Linked DNA regions of Mus musculus: regions 1 and 2 are each linked to region 3. A link is a contact called in public Micro-C and promoter capture Hi-C data. All regions are on one chromosome and are shown on one strand. Each heading gives the region's core, a stretch centred on a gene start, on an enhancer-like site or on the middle of the called end of the contact. The rest is flanking DNA. Distances are from core to core; before and after follow the strand shown.

Region 1 (3,109 bases), core at 209-2,708, 57 kb before region 3:
CTGCACTTGGTAAGCAAATGTAGGAGAATATGAGTTTAAGGCTAGCCTGGTGAACATATCCAGTTCTAGGCCAACCCAGGCTACATAGTCAAATCCTGTTACAAAACGGGTGTGTGTGTGTGTGTGTTGGGGACTTGAGAGATTGCTCAGTGATTAAGAGCCTTGGCTGTTCTTGCAGGTGACCAAGGTTCAGTTCCTAGCACCTGCATGGCGGTTCACAACTGTCTATAACTCCGGGTCCAGGGGATCTGGCACCCTCTTCCAGTCTCCAAGGTCACCAGGCACAGACATGCAAATATGACACCCATACAAATGAAAATGAAAAAAAAAAACAACTTTAAATATGAGCACGGTGGCAACATTTATAATTTCAAGACTCAGGAGACAGAGACAGGAGAATCTGGTCAAGACTTCAAGGTCACACTCAGCTACATAACCAGTTGGAGACCAACCTGGTTTACATAAAACTTTATCTCAAATAATAATAACAGAGTGAATAGCCCTGGTCTCAAAATGTCTGAATGGGAAGACCTGTAACATGCCTACTAGGCGCCAGCACACACTATGAATGGCTCGGGCAGTGCCCTCTTTTATTTGTCCCAAACTCAAGTGCATATGCTTAACACAGCAAGCACTTGACCAACACAGTCATTCCCCAGCCTCTGTGTTTTAGCTTCTGTGTTCAACCCCCAGACAGAACCCAATTCCATAAAATTTGCTGAACAAATCATCTCTTCGGATGGGGTGGGGAAAGCCCGCAAGGCAGGTGTTACCACAGTCTACAGGAAACCAAAGAGCCAATAAAGGTGGGGCCAGCTGGAAAAGGGCGGCTGAAGACTTGTGCTCAACAATACGTTTTGCAAAGGATACTAATTTACAAAATAAAAGAAGTACCAAGAGAACCATTTAGGGAGAATCTCCCAGGTGCAGCCTGGCGTGCTGGAGGATCCTAACGCCAATGCCAGAATTGCCTTGCTAGTGGGCTTAAAGTATCTCTGCTAGGGTGAGACCATGTCTCATTCAGAGCCTTACAGGAAGCTCAATCCAAGGTATCCAAAATAAGAGAATAAGACGATGACCAGTGCCCCCTGCTGGAAAGTGCCTCATGCTTGCGGAGACCCTGATGACTACGAGGGGCTACTGCCCCCTGGTGGCCTTCCTGCTGGGCAGCCTGAAGGCGTAGATAGGCTTTTTCAGGGATGGCTCAAAACTGCCTGGCCCCTCCTACCCTGCCCCTCTGTGCCCACCAGCACTCCGTGGCCCTGGAAGAGTTATCTTCCGAGGGCTCTGCCTATTAGAGTTGACTGGGAAGTGACTCCTGGTGCTTGCCTGAAGACCCAAAGGCCGACCCCAAAAAGTGCCTGGTCCAGGAATCACGCCTACCTCCAGACCAGACCAATCAGAGCTTCCTATCTTCCGGGCCTTGGTGATTGGCTCAGGAATGAACCTGCACTCCAAGCAGAGCCAATTAGGGTCTCTCTGGAAATGATTCTCGGGGACTAGAGAAAGGGGTTGGTAGGGTGTGTATATCCCTAAGGCGTCCCCGTTTTTGGCCATTCTGGCTTCTGCAGGGACAGCTACTTAAGATAAGGCCAGAAAAGAAACACAGAGAGAAGGGTGCGCATCTCCCAGCGGCCTGGTAGGGGTCTTATTTCCAACCGTCCATTACGACAGTTTATTAGTTACACGTATCTTTGCCGCGACGAAATACTTGAGAAAAATATTGAAGGGTTATTGTGGTTTATAGCGCAGGGTGCAGCCTGCCATGGCCAGAGAAGTAACGAGCGGGATGAAGATGGTCACACCGCATATGTAGTCAGGAAGCATAGAGCAATGAAAGGAATGCGCTCAACGCCCTTTGTCCTTTTTACTGGAGGAAGCGGGGCAGACCATGGGATGGGTCTTCCTACCTTCTCAATTTAGATAAACCCTCACAGGCAGGCTCTGAGACTTGTCTCCTGGGAGAATCTAGATCCTGTCAAACTGACAATATTAACCATCCGAACCAATAACACCCTTCAATGGTGTAACCACTTGCAAGGTGCCCCTGTTCCTTTCTGTAAACAGACTAATGAAATTCATTGGGTCACACCTAAAAGGCAAAAAAAGTAGAAGATGGCCTTATTTAGACGAGGAATGGGCATTGATGGGAGAGGGAGAAGAGCGGGTGACAGGCAGGAGGAGTGTCTGTCGTCTAAATACATTATATGGGGAGGGTTAGCTTGTCTGCAATAACCACATGGGGAGGGTTAGCTTGTCCGCAATAACCATTTTTCCCCATTATTAACTTGCATTATTTATTCATTTATTGGAGGTGATGTCACTGTACCCATGTGGGGATTGATGTTTTCTTCACCACCTGGGTCCTGAAGATTGAGCTCAGATCGTCGGGCTTGGCTGAACACAGCCCTTAACCACTGAACCATCCTACCAACCTACGAGTACATTTTACTCATGTTTGTACAGCTTCTGACCCCCAGCTTCAGTCCAACACTTAGAAGACTTGTCACCTATCAGCAACCTGACCAGGTCATTCCAACAAACAGAATCCCTTCCTAGATGATGGGGTTCCTGGAGCCAGGGGTCCCAAGGTGTGGCTTTTCATCTAGAGATAATGGCAAGTGTGCTTGCTCTCAAGGGCTTCCCGACACCTTGTGTCTGCGCTCCAGGCTAGCCTGGATGCTTGCCAAGAAGGGAATAGAGCTGTTGATCTCTGCCGGGGCAGGGCTCTCTCTCTCCTGTCAGTTTCCATCTGGGTAATTAACCTGCTGGCAGCCAAGGGTTTGCCTCTATCATGTCTGTGGGCAGAGGAGTAGACATCTCTGGATGCATGCCTGGCTGCTCAGAGAGATGGCTCCTTGGTGACTTCGGGACAAGCTAACTGAGGTCCTGCTCTGACCGGGAGGGGGCCAAGGCTCAGGGAAACAGTTCTCTCGGTGTCAAGGAGCTGGGAACAGATGGAGCTCCTGTTGGTGTGCTGGCCACCTGTACTCTTGTTCTTCCCAACCTCGTCCCAAATCTTAGTGCTCTGAATGCCGAGGGAGTCACCTATGCAATCAATCCCCTGTGACCTTCTCTCCATCCTAATAGCACCAAACCCACCAAGGGC
Region 2 (2,952 bases), core at 302-2,801, 41 kb after region 3:
TCCCATGGAACTGGAGTTACACATGGCTGTGAGCTCCATGTGGGTGCTGGGCAACAAACCCATTCGTATGGAAGAGAAGCAAGTGCTGTTAGTCACTGAGCCAACTCTCCAGACCCCCACCTTTTGATTTTTGTTGCCGTTGCTGCTGTTTTGGGTATAGGGTTTCTGTAGCTTTGGTTGTCTGGTCCTAGGCCAGTTGTGTGGACCAGCTGGCCTGAATCTCACAGAGATTATCCGCCTCTGAGCCACCACATCTGATTTTTATTTTTAAATTGTTTTATGTGATGAGTGTATCTTGCTTATATACACCCCATGCATGCCTGGTGTCTGTGGAGGCCAGAAGAGGGTGCTGGATCTCCTGGACCTGTGGTTGCAGTGGTTTTGAGCTGCCATGTGGGCACTGGGAATAGAATCCAGGTCCTCAGCACAAACCAGGAGTCTGGTGACTGCTGAGCCCCTCCAGTCCACCCTGCCCCCCACTTTTGACTTAAAAAAGAAATTTGGCTTTGTAGTTTCTTCTAAGTTAAAAAATAAGAAGCTGGCAGTGGTGACATATACTTTTAATCCCAGCACTTGGGAAGCAGAGGCGGGCGGATTCCTGAGTCGAGTGAGGCCAGCCTGGTCTACAGAGTGAGTTCCAGGACAGCCAGGGCTACACAGAGAAACTCTATCCTAAGAAAGCACAAAAACCAAACAAAGCTAAGCAGGAATCTTGTGTGAGAGCCGTGTTGTCGTTCCCAGCAGCTTGCCTCTCTGCAGCGTGCTGGGCTCCTGTGCCCACCACTGGCACTGACATGGTCCCAGGGCAGGACAGGGTCTATTCAAGTCACTCGAGAATGTGGTTGATGCAGTGGTTTTCTGGCTTAGAGTCTGTAATTAGATGAAGCTCCTAATAAACCTTACTCAAACAGATCCCTGCTTTGTTCTAATTAGGAGAAAGAACCAGCAACAGTGAGAAATCCCTCCTGTCAGTCAAGTGAGGGGAAAGTTTGTCTCCTCAGTCTGCTGCCTTTAACAGCAGCAGTTCCTGGTGTCACTCTCCAGGTTGCTTTCAGCTTCTCACAGACTCGAGGCCAGAGGCCATTACCATGTCCTATAAATGTTAATAAGCATGACATATTGCCAGTTCTCTGTGCAAAATGAACACATATCGCATGGATATTGTAAGTCATTAAGTCACTGAAGGATCTGCAGGCCAGGACATGGCAAACCTACGAAGGAGCCCTAAGCCTTGTAACTGACAGTGTAATACATGTTGCACATGTGGCTTTGTTACCTGAGAGAGTGCCAGAATTGACTGCACTCAGCAGTCACTTTACCCCCTCTACAGTTTAGCTTTTTTCCTTTCTCTCACTACTTTTAGGTAGATCTTTAGATTTTGTAGCACTGACTTAGCTACACTGAAAGCTGTTTATCTGTAAGTTGTTCATTTTTGTTGAGTAGCCGTGTCCCACATTGAAGTGTGAGTTCCGGTTGCGTCTGCTGCTCTCTCTGGAGCCAGATACTGAACAAGAACTGGTTTCTGCTCTCAGTTCTTCTTCTCTCCATATCTGCAGTCAGACCTGCTCAAGGCCCTACATTACCTCCTCCAGTGCAGCTGCAGGGAAGGGTGAGCTCTAGTGCTCCTCGTTAGGCTCTGCTCCTCAACTGGCTGTCCCACCTGACAAGCATTCCAGAGGTGGTGGTGGGACCATTTACCTTTAGGAAGCAAATTGCCATATATACCTGTATATCCCAGAGAGGGAGGTCTGTTTGGATGTGGGGTAGACAGGCCTCAGTTGCAAGACCATTTAGAAGTCATGAGAAAGAGAAGTGGTTGCTGCTGTGATCTAACCCTTTCTGTTTCAGAGAGAAATGAACAGGAAATACCATTTGGGGTGGTCATTGTATCAAAGTTCTGCCTTTTAACAATGTTTTATACCAAGCAAGGGGTGGGTGGCCAGATTTACTACAAGACCAGTCATTAACAAATTCATTAATCTTTATTGAAGTTTTAAAATTTTTGTTTGTTTGTTTCTTGAGACAGGGTTTTTTTGTGTAGCTCAGGCTGTCCTGGAACTTGCTCTGTAGATCAGGTTGGACTCAAACTCAGAGATCTGTCTACTCTGTCTCCTGAATGGTGGGATTAAAGTTGTACACCACCACTGCACAGCCTTTTTTTTTTTTTTTTTGGTTTTTTTTTTGGTTTTTTGAGACAGGGTTTCGCTGTATAGCCCTGGTTGTCCTGGAACTCACTTTGTAGACCAGGCTGGCCTCGAACTCAGAAATCCGCTTGCCTCTGCCTCCCTAGTGCTGGGATTAAAGGCGTGTGCCTCTTCTTTCCTTTTCCTCCCCCTTCCCCTCCCCTCCCCTCCCCTCCCCTCCCCTCCCCTCCCCTCCCCTCTCCTTTCCTTTCCATATCCTCTCTGGTGGTGTTCTTAGTTTGCAGCACTGGGGATGGAAACCAGGACTTAATGTACCCTAGGTAAGGGTTGTCTCAGTAAACATCATTCCTAGTCCTTGTTCTTGCTCTTTGTAAGACATAATTAATCACTTCCTGGGTTACCGAATTTGGTTTTTTTGTTTTTTGTTTTCTTTTTTCAGTCCTTTCCACTTCAGTTTCCTTTCCAAGGAGAAAAATCCAAACTTACTTTGTGAATGAGTCAGCTGTCAGCAGGGTTTAGTTTGAGTTAAGTTTCTGTCTGAGCAAGGCCTGTCTCTCTGGGCTGAATCTGTCCATCCTCCCCTGTCCCCTGAGGGCTTGTGCAGACACAGGTTTTCTGGTGTTTGTACTGCTGAAAGGGGAGCTGTGGCTCAAGATAGAGATTTTCAAACTGCTAAGAATAGAGGTTCAATATACAAGTTCTAGAGAATTGCCTTTATGGTGTTTTGTTTTGTTTTTGTTTTATTTGTTTTTTGTTTTGTTTTGTTTTTTTGTTTTGTTTCGAGACAGGGTTTCTCTGTGTAGCTCTG
Region 3 (2,892 bases), core at 262-2,761:
GAGGCACTGCTCTAGTTCTGCCTTACAGAGCAGGTAATACATGAGCTAAGTCTCTCCCGGCCACCACCCAGTACATGCCAGGAGAGACAAAGTCATCCTCCATCCTGGACACCAAGGTACTTGCTCCCAAACCTGGATCGATTTAAAATGCCTCATGCCAATGGCAGACATCAGAAAACTGTTGTCCTGTACAGTGGTAGCCCGGAGGGAAGCGGAGGCAGCAGGAGGGTTCCAGAATGAAACCCTCCTGTTGTGGAGAGAAAAAAAGCCAGAGCAGACTGAGACATCTAGACACATGGTTCACAACCTTCCCAACCCAGATGGTGGTGACCCCAAACCATAAAGTTATTTCCGTTGAGACTTCATAACCATAATTCATTACTGTTATAAATCATAATGTAAATATCTGAAATGAGATCCTAGGGTCCCCAGGGTCTGGAGCCACAGGTGGAGAACTACTGAGGGAAGCCTTCCAGGCAGAGAGCAGAAGTGTGAAGAGAAGCTGGGCACACCTTTAATCCCAGCACTCAGGAGGCAGAGGCAGGCAGATCTGAGTTCGAAGTCTACCGAGGTAGGTCCAGGACAGCCAGGGCTATAGAGAGAAAGCCTGGGGGAGTGGGCTGGGTAGAGATGTGAAAGGCTCTGAGCAGAAAAAGAACACAAGTTTCTAAGACATGAAATGGAATGGTATGTCGGTGTTGCCAGGACAAGGAAGGCTGCTGAGGGTCAAATGGCAGAAAAGACAACAGAGCCTGGCCTGACTCTGAAAGCCACAAAAACTTAGCTGCATGGCTGGAACCACTCAGACCACTGAGACCACTCAGCTACTTGGTAAGGAGACCACCAAGCTGGAAACTGAAGTATGTGAGGGGCACAGGTTTGCAGGTGTGCGGGTGGGACTTGCAAAGACCGGAGTGTGGATGGACAGAGGGATAGAAGCCTTGGACAGACGCCTAAACTGACCAGCAGAGCTCCAAACGACCTCCCAGCAACATCCTTAAAGACTGGAGCCTTAGACATCAGCTTTCTCGGAATCGGACTGCAGAGGGCCTGGGCCATCCTTAGTGTCGTGTGAGGCTGGCTGACGCCGGTGTGAGGCACTGAGAGTTTGGGTTTGGGTCTTTTTCTCTCGCCACTCACCCTGGAGCCACTTTCTCAGGGCTACATCCCCACCGCCTAGCATCACTAGAACCCCCTTGGGAGGCTTGATGGATAGGTGGGAGCATGTGTCCCCGACTGGGCAGGAAGCAAGACTGACTTCGCCTGCGAAGTTCGACTCCGCACAGCTTGGTGACACGGCCTGCATGGGGACACCTGAGCACGCTGAGGAGGGCCTGGGGCCCGCAGCTGGTTCCCGGCCGCTCCCGCCCACGGCCCCTTCTCCCGCCGGCTCCTACCTCCTCCTCCTCGTCTCCGGAGTCCGACTCGGGCTCAACCGGCACCTCGTCATTCTCGCCGATGGTCCGGATGAAGCCGAGCTCCGCCAGCATGCTGAAGAAGCAGCCACTTCCGGACGTAGCGAGTGCGGCGCGCCGACACGACCCGCCTTTTCCGCGACCCGCTCGGCGTCGCGCGCATGTGCTTCACGTCACTTCCGCTCGGGGGCGGCACTTTGAGACTTCGCGGGCCTGCGTGGTTTCCAATAATAAAATCAAATGGGTGGGGCGTTGTTTAGATTAGAAAACTACTTTGTTTTGGGAAAGAAATAGAAGTCTGAGAGTGTGTAAAGGTGAGGGAAAAATTAGAAGTATGTGTACATTTGGGAACTTAACAACAAAATGGTAGTCAGGGCTGCCATCTGGCTCAGCATGGCAAAGGCCACACTACTCCTGAGTGCGATCCCGGTACCTACAAGGGGAAAGAAGAGCTCGGAATCCAGAGTTGTCCTCTGATCTTCACACCCTTTTCAAGTGAACACGCCCCTCTGTATACACAATTATAATAATTAACAGGGGGCTGGATTCCTGGAGGGCTGGTTTAGTGGCTAAGAGCACTGGTTGCTCCTGCAGAAGACCCAGGTTTGATTCCTAGCACCCACAAGGTGGCTCACAGCTGTCTGTAACTCCGTATCTGACCTCTGCGGCCACTGGGAACATCTGGTGCACAGACATGTATGCAGGCATGATGCAGGCACATAAAAGTTTAAATAATAGATAATATTTTAAGGATGGTCGAATTGTAAGTTCTATTTTCTTTTCTTTTTTTTTTTTTAAAGATTTATTTATTATTATATGTAAGTACACTGTAGCTGTCTTCAGACCCACCAGAAGAGGGAGTCAGATCTTGTTACGGATGGTTGTGAGCCACCATGTGGTTGATGGGATTTGAACTCTGGACCTTTTGGTCTGTATCCCTTCTTTTCCACTGCCTCTGGTGAGTAGTAGACTACAAGAGAGGTTAAAGCATTTATGAACCATTATTAAAAGTACGGGTATGGGCTGGTGAGATGGCTCAGTGGGTAAGAGCACCCGACTGTTCTTCCGAAGGTCCAGAGTTCAAATCCCAGCAACCACATGGTGGCTCACAACCATCCGTAACAAAATCTGACTCCCTCTTCTGGAGTGTCTGAAGACAGCGACAGTGTACTTATATATAATAAATAAATAAATAAATAAAATCTTAAAAAAAAAAAAAAAAAAACATTAAAAGTACGGGTACTTGGGAGGCAGAGGCAGGCAGATTTCTGAGTTTGAGACCAGTCTGGTATACAAAGTGAGTTCTGGGACAGCCAGGGCTATATAGAGAAATCCTGTCTCAGAAAAAAAAAAAAAAAAAAAAAGCCAGGCATGGTGACACATGCCTTTAATCCCAGCACTTGGGAGGCAGAGGCAGGCAGATTTCTGAGTTCAAGCCAGCCTGGTCTACAAAGTGAGTTCCAGGACAGCCAGGGCT

Evidence for each region. Promoter capture Hi-C pulls out the DNA fragments that hold promoters and counts their contacts. A called contact is a pair of places that touch in the nucleus more often than the background predicts.
Region 1: a Micro-C map of embryonic stem cells shows a contact between it and region 3, with 5 times the contacts expected there. The contact joins the enhancer-like site here to the promoter of Ddx27 in region 3. A contact is called at or near these places in 1 of 39 promoter capture datasets (macrophages), 1 of 15 datasets of contacts at CTCF or cohesin (the G1E-ER4 cell line), 31 of 484 Hi-C or Micro-C datasets (B cells, the C2C12 cell line, CD4 T cells and 18 more), 11 of 115 datasets of contacts at active chromatin or transcription factors (the HPC-7 cell line, the SCID.adh cell line, embryonic stem cells and 3 more) and 3 of 9 other capture datasets (adipose tissue, liver and pancreatic islet).
Region 2: a contact with region 3 is called in a promoter capture Hi-C map of macrophages, with 9 read pairs. The contact joins the enhancer-like site here to the promoter of Ddx27 in region 3. A contact is called at or near these places in 2 of 39 promoter capture datasets (embryonic stem cells and macrophages), 3 of 15 datasets of contacts at CTCF or cohesin (CD8 T cells and the NIH/3T3 cell line), 28 of 484 Hi-C or Micro-C datasets (CD4 T cells, LSK cells, the Patski cell line and 19 more), 15 of 115 datasets of contacts at active chromatin or transcription factors (CD8 T cells, the HPC-7 cell line, the SCID.adh cell line and 10 more) and 3 of 9 other capture datasets (adipose tissue, liver and pancreatic islet).

What each region holds. Positions count from the first base shown.
Region 1 is chr2:167,070,215-167,073,323 of GRCm38.p6, reverse strand. No RefSeq gene overlaps it. Among named protein-coding and RNA genes, the nearest start is that of Snord12, 6.5 kb to the right of the region's middle. Within about 2 kb of position 1,458, at least 290 of the 459 cell types and tissues checked have an H3K27ac peak or open chromatin away from gene starts, as enhancers often do. A contact at or near this core is called in B cells, the C2C12 cell line, CD8 T cells and 13 more, where this site is marked.
Region 2 is chr2:166,973,055-166,976,006 of GRCm38.p6, reverse strand. The region is part of intron 1 of Stau1 (staufen double-stranded RNA binding protein 1); the gene reads left to right. Among named protein-coding and RNA genes, the nearest start is that of Stau1, 22 kb to the left of the region's middle. Within about 2 kb of position 1,551, at least 84 of the 459 cell types and tissues checked have an H3K27ac peak or open chromatin away from gene starts, as enhancers often do. A contact at or near this core is called in CD8 T cells, the HPC-7 cell line, the NIH/3T3 cell line and 11 more, where this site is marked.
Region 3 is chr2:167,013,932-167,016,823 of GRCm38.p6, reverse strand. It overlaps Ddx27 (DEAD box helicase 27), which reads right to left and starts at 1,511. Exons shown (of 21, transcript NM_153065.3): 1 at 1,398-1,511. The coding sequence starts at 1,490.